Regions from separate parts of the Sus scrofa genome. Here region 1 is linked to region 2. A link is a contact called in public HiChIP or PLAC-seq data. All regions are on one chromosome and are shown on one strand. Each heading gives the region's core, a stretch centred on a gene start, on an enhancer-like site or on the middle of the called end of the contact. The rest is flanking DNA. Distances are from core to core; before and after follow the strand shown.

Region 1 (3,021 bases), core at 421-2,920, 870 kb before region 2:
GCTACAGCCAGTTCCAGTAGATCCAACGCTCATGCCTGGGGGTAGGAAGAGAGCCCTTATGGTGGTCGCAGCCAGCCAGGCCCAGATCTGAGTAGGGCGTGTCTTCGGCCCACCATTCCCGGGCGCCGGCGGCTTCAAGGGAAGACCCTGGGACCTGGATAGGGCTCCCCCTCGCACCAAAAGTCATCGGCCTGCGGGGTCTCCAGAAGCCACACCTCTCGGGGCAGGTCACAGGCCGAGTCGGAGGCCTCTTTGGCCCTGACAGGCTCCAGCACCCGGTAATAGTGACAGTCCCGGCCGTCGTCCGGGTCGTAGGGCGGGGCCAGGATATCCAAGAAGGCGGCAGGCCCATCCACAGCGTCGATCTGGTGCAGGTTGTCCCGGTGCGGCGTGAGGACGCAGGGACCGCTGGCCTCAGTGTACTCGGCCCGCGAGCGCAGCACTCCCGGCCGCACCGCGTCCCGCTCCCGGGCCAGCAGCGGCGGTTCGAACTGCTGCTCTGGTGGCGGGGCCCGCGGCCGTTGCCCGCTGCCTGCCTCCAGCTTGTCCATGCAGCTGATGCGCACGGTGCCATAGAGCACCTTGAGCATGCCATGCATGCCAGGGTGGTCGTGGAGCGGGATGGATGTGCCGCTCTTAAGCAAGAACACGCCGAGGCTGAAGCCGTCAGTCTCGTAGATGTGCATATAGGTGACGGGCGGCAGGTTGGGTGGCAACGGCTGCAGCGTGGCCTTGCGCGGGGAGATGTTCAGGTCCTCTGCGCGGACCTGTGTCAGCAGGCTCTTCAGCTTGCTCAGGTTCTCCGGGAAGCCCTGCGGCACAGGCGCCTCAGGGCCTGGCGCCGCGCCGCGATCGGAAGAGCTGCGGCCGCCCCCGCTGCCCCGGAAGGTGAGGCATGCCTGGCGGGCGATCCGTTGGATCAGGGAGGCCATGTTGTCTCGGGGCATGCTCTGCTGTTCCTCCGCATGCCGAGGCCGGCCCCCTCCGCCCCCAGCTTTCCTTCGCCCCTTGCGGTCCCCGGCGGCCGCCACGGCTGCCCGCAGCTCCGCGCGAGGCAGAAGGCCCCGCAACTCCCGGCCAGTCGGGCGCGCGGCACTACAGCCGCCTACCCCAGCAGCCACACGCCCGCAACGGCCGGACGCGCCCGCCTTGCGCCCCCTTTGAGCGCGCACGCGCACGGCCCACACCCAGCACTCACGCTCCGGGAGCAGGTACCGGCCGCGCAGACGGTCTTGGGCTTTGCCTTACGCCCGAAGCTCCATTCATGCGGCCCGCACCTACGGCGGTAGCCAGGCGGACCTGGTGCCTTGCAGAGCATCCTGGGACTTGTAGTCTGATATTCCGCATGCGCTCTGAGAGAGTTCTCTTTGTCAGCTGGAAAAAGGACGGATTAGATTTGTTGGTGTTAAGAGCTACCTTCATTACGGTTCCATGGTGTTTGCTGTTTGAAGAAAAAGTTGGGGTATAAGAGAAGTAGCCAGTTCACTACATCTCCCAGCATTCCCCAGCAGGTTGGGGTGACGCACTTCCGGCAGCTGGCCTGTTGTGTGGTGAAGGCTCTTGGCCGCCTCAAGGAACAGGGCAAGAGGGTCGTTAACCTTCTGGCGCCGCCCGGGCCTGGTCAATCAACCAAGGTCGCTTTCCTGTGGCCTTAGCCCTGGGAAGGAGGCTGTTGGGTTAACTTTAGCTCCTTGTGGCCGCTCAGGCAGCTCTGTCTGCCACGGGATTACGGAACCGCACTTTTGCGATTTTCCAAGTTTCTTAGGAGATCAGAGTGTCGAGCTGTTCCTGGTAATCAGCACAGTTATTTTACACAGCCGTCCCCAGCTGTTGTTTGCATTGGGGTCTGATGACGCTGCTTTTCTGATTACAGAGCACGGCAGTTTTTTTGCTAGAACTTGAGAGGCCATTTGCTGCGGTCACTGAGTCCCTGTACTAATGGTTCTCAAACGTTAGTTTGCCTAAGAAGCACCTGGTTAGAGGAGGAGGGAGCGTTTTAAAAATGCAGATTCCTGGTCTTCATCCAGAGATTATTTTGAGGCATCCTGTGAGAAACAAGTGTTGTGCGAGAATCAGGCAAGCTCTTGAACTTAACCTTACCCTGAGTTTAAAGTCCTTTTGGATTTCCAAAGCTAAACATTGGTTTCTTGTTCATTTTGTAATTAGAGTGGTTCAGTAAAGTCTCTCTAGTTAAAAAAGGAATGCTTTTTATTTATAATTTTTTTTTTTTTAAAGTGGGCTTCCTAACGTATCTAATGAGTGTTCACTCTAAGGCAGGCATTGTGTTCCCATCCGTTATCTAATGAATATTATACTAATCCTCACAGCAATCTCAAGAGGTAAACATTATTATTCCCAGTTTTCAGATGAATAAGTAAGTTTCTAGGGGGTAGTAAATAACCGATATAGATAGCCTAATCAACGTTTTACCAAAACTAGCAGCTCAAATTGGTGTTAAAAGCATTAAATAAGGAGTTAGAATATTGTTTTTTCAGCCCACGGTCCTACTTTACAAGTTGTCCGTCTTTAGGAGACCCTTTCCTTTTAGGTCCTCAGTTTATTCACTTGTATAATGGAGTAGAGTAGCAGTCATTCTGGACTTGCTTACTCATCAGAAGCCCCTGGGAGCTTTATAAAAATAAAGATTTGGAAGTGAAACCCAAGAGATTCTGATTCATACGAACTGGTGTGAAGCCCAGAACTTTTATTTTTAAGATGCTCTTTAAGTTATTCTTAATTGTCAGCCAGGTTAGAGAACCACTGCTAGATCTGTGAACAGTGAACCAGTTCTTAATATTTGGTAATTTTTTTTTTTTTGTCTTTTTAGTGCCACATCCGCGACATATGGAAGTTCCCAGGCTAGGGGTCTAATTGGAGCTGTAGCCTCCTGCTGCTACAGGCACAGCCACAGCAATGCCAGATCCCAGCTGTGTCTGCAGCCTACACCAGAGCTCAGGGCAATGCCAGATCCTTAACCCACTGAGCGAGGCCAGAGATTGAACCTGCATCCTCATGGAGTCT
Region 2 (3,122 bases), core at 463-2,962:
ATAGCTTTTGATCTCACTCTGCCTCCATTTCGTAATTTCCGCCCTCTTAAACATATCAAATACTTACTTTAAAAAAAAATTAAAACGTGAACAATATCGAAACCTACCGAAAGAAATCCACCCATTCCCCGACCCAGCCAGACGCGAAGGTAAATTTTCAAAGGCAAAAAACATAAAAAGCATGTGATGTTCAGGCAGCAGTAGCAGGAGAGCGAACGATCTCTCTCTCTCTCTCTCTCTCACACACACACACACACACACGCGCACACACATCCTTGAACAAAACCCTTCTCGAACAAGTTATTTGATCTTGACTAAAATCAGCAGTTGGATCCTCTTTGTAAAGCTGACAGCCAAACTCTGACAATGGCAAAATACTCGAGCCCCAGCTAGTGGCGCTACCCCTTTAAAAAAGGAGTCGATCCTGCTCGCCTGCAGAAGTGAATACAGTATTTTCAAGCTTGCCCTGTAATAAGCATTACTGGGGGAAAAATAATAAAGGAAGAAGAAAGGGAGATATAAGTTTACCACCTCGCCATGGTCGCTATTTCTGCCCTGGGGAGTGTCTTCTGGGAGGAAATAAAGTTTAGAGCTGGATAAAAGTTGCCGGCTGGTCCTCTCTTCCCACAACAGCTGGAGCTCCGCTATGCAAATCGGATCCTTTGGCGTACATCTTACAAAGAAAAAGTCGCCAAGGGACAAAATTCTTGGTTTGCCTTCAAGGTGGAATTGAAAAGCCTTGTAGAAAATGTAAGGTCCGTGCAAGCCACACGGTGAGCCGACCCACTGCAGGGGAAAAAAGCACCAAATAAATAATGTAGCCATCAGAGCACAAACGTCTATTCCCAGACATATTTACACACAGACATCCACACTCTTAATACAGAAGAGGCAACAGATATAAAGCTGGGTGGAAAATAATAGAGCCCACAAAATTTCTGCCTCCCTTAAAAGAAAAAAAAAAAACCCTCAGCCCCCCCCCCCCCCCGCCACCTCTCCCTACCTCTCCATCTGAGGAGGTAAAATTACATTATGTATGTATGATCGGTGCAGGGATTTTTTTAAACAATAAAAATGATTTGGGGGGATGCAGAGGGTAAAAGTTTGGTGAAAAGTTTGTGGGGGGTGTGGGTGGGTGCAGAGGTGTGGGTAAGCTGGGGGCCTGGGGGGTGCCGGGGGGGTGCCGGGATCGGAGGAGCGGAGAAGAGCGAAATACCTGGAGTGAGTTGGGCTCCATCTCGACGTTCTGAATTGATTGAACTCAACATTCTCTCCAAACTTGTTGGCTTGAATGGATTGCATCAGGTCCTGGCAGGGAAAAACATTCTCTGCCTTCAGCTGGCGTAATGTCTCAATATAAAACTAAGCCCTTGCCTCCCCCCCAGCACCAAAATGATTGAAAATATGTCCTAATATTTCTCTGACGACTCAATTTTCAGCTCCTGTCAGAACTGTGTAGGGTTCCTTCCAAATGTGGGTTGATCAAATTCATAATCGGGAGAAAGGCTCCGTCCAATCTCGGCGGGAAGCGGATGGATCAAGGCAAAAAACATATAGGAAGGTTTGTAAAAATAAAATCTACTCTTAAATTGTGCAAAGATGAGATCTCCCTCTTCTCTGTCTCCCTTGTCTAGGGGTATCGTTTGGTGAGATTTTTTGGAGGAGACAAGAGGTAGCGAGCTCCGCTGTGCATCTGACAGGACCTGCTTGTATATGTCTAATATAAAGAACATTTCCTGCAGAGATTCCGGGGCGCTGCTCCTCTTTCTAATGCTCCTTAGCAGATTTGCTGTTATTAGACATGTAGATTTGTTTGATAGTTAAATTACGCTTCCTCACTGCCATGTTTTCGAGAACTAATCTGTTAAATTATCTTTTGATGCCTATTTACATGGAAGAGAAAAGTGGGTTATCGATTATATAAACATATAAATATTAATGCATTTGTTCGCTTCGCAAAAAAAAACACTCAGCAAAAAAAAAAAAAAACAGAAAGACAAGTGAGCAGTGCACACACATTTCAGGATTTTGCAAACAATATTGAACGGACAGCGACTGCATTTAGGGACTGGAACAATAAACGATGCATGATAAATCAATAAATGCGAGCAGCGAGTCTGCTCGGAATATGAATTCAGGCTCCCGGTTCTGCGTGTGCATTCTTTAATTTTGAAGTATATACACTAGTACGTGTTTACAATGCTGATGGACGCCAAGGGCGCTCTCAAATGATAATGTGTTTATATAACCCAGCGCTACAGGAATAATATACCGACTCCTACCCCACCCCCAACCCCTCCCCCGCCAAAAAAGGGAGGGGAGCTTCCTCAATAATAGTTTGAAACTGAAAAAATCCATTTGCAAACTAGTTAAATACAACCAGAAATTAAGCTGTTGAAAACCGGGGGCATGAACCGTAAGACAATAAAGGCTTTAAATGTGTATATTTATTGTTCTGGAGCCCTGGAGCATTGCGAGGTTTGCATGCACGGCTATTATGCAAACACAGAGAAACTTAAGAGCGACAGAACAAGGAACAGGCAGAGACTGCAAAGCCCTCGCTCGCTCCGACCCAGCTGCCGGTCCTCCGCCAGGCTAGATTGCATTTTCGCAGTGTTGATGTAAAATGGTGTACTCGCTTCCCCCACGCTCCCCCACCCCCTTCTCGGCTCTCCTCCCACTCCTTTCAGTATACCCCCCCCCCGCCTCCGATTTTATTATATTGGCACCAATCTTTCCAAAGTGGGTCTGGCATGCTAAAAAAGTAAACATGTACTATATGGGGAATAAGGTCTGTTATAGTATGACAGTTGAAACTTGATCTGTGATAAAATTACAGGATGTTGAAATTACTAGTAAGCTATTTTTAACGCTTTCGCAACGTTTCACCTCTAGTCACAGCATCTAGTTGAAACAGGATTACTTTAATGAAAATTATATTCACATGGCTGAAGTTAATACACCCGGCAGAGCACAAATGCCTCATATTCAGTGACTTGAGGTGGAAAGACCCTCTCTGTGTATTTTTATGCCTTTTCATAACGTCTGAGTCCGATGCAGTAAGAATTAGGGCACTTAACATTATCTAAACCACATTTTTGATTCAGAACATGGGGAAGTAA

The links. HiChIP or PLAC-seq counts read pairs in DNA pulled down with a chosen protein or histone mark.
Region 1: a contact with region 2 is called in an H3K27ac HiChIP or PLAC-seq map of alveolar macrophages. The contact joins the promoter of ADO here to the promoter of ARID5B in region 2. A contact is called at or near these places in 2 of 47 Hi-C or Micro-C datasets (omental adipose tissue and skeletal muscle) and 2 of 2 datasets of contacts at active chromatin or transcription factors (alveolar macrophages and skeletal muscle).

What each region holds. Positions count from the first base shown.
Region 1 is chr14:66,275,873-66,278,893 of Sscrofa11.1, reverse strand. ADO (2-aminoethanethiol dioxygenase) reads right to left here and starts at 1,670. Exons shown (of 1, transcript XM_005671024.3): 1 at 1-1,670. The coding sequence starts at 947. The coding sequence ends at 135.
Region 2 is chr14:65,407,193-65,410,314 of Sscrofa11.1, reverse strand. It overlaps ARID5B (AT-rich interactive domain-containing protein 5B), which reads right to left and starts at 1,712. Exons shown (of 10, transcript XM_021072755.1): 1 at 1,217-1,712; 2 at 532-786. The coding sequence starts at 1,237.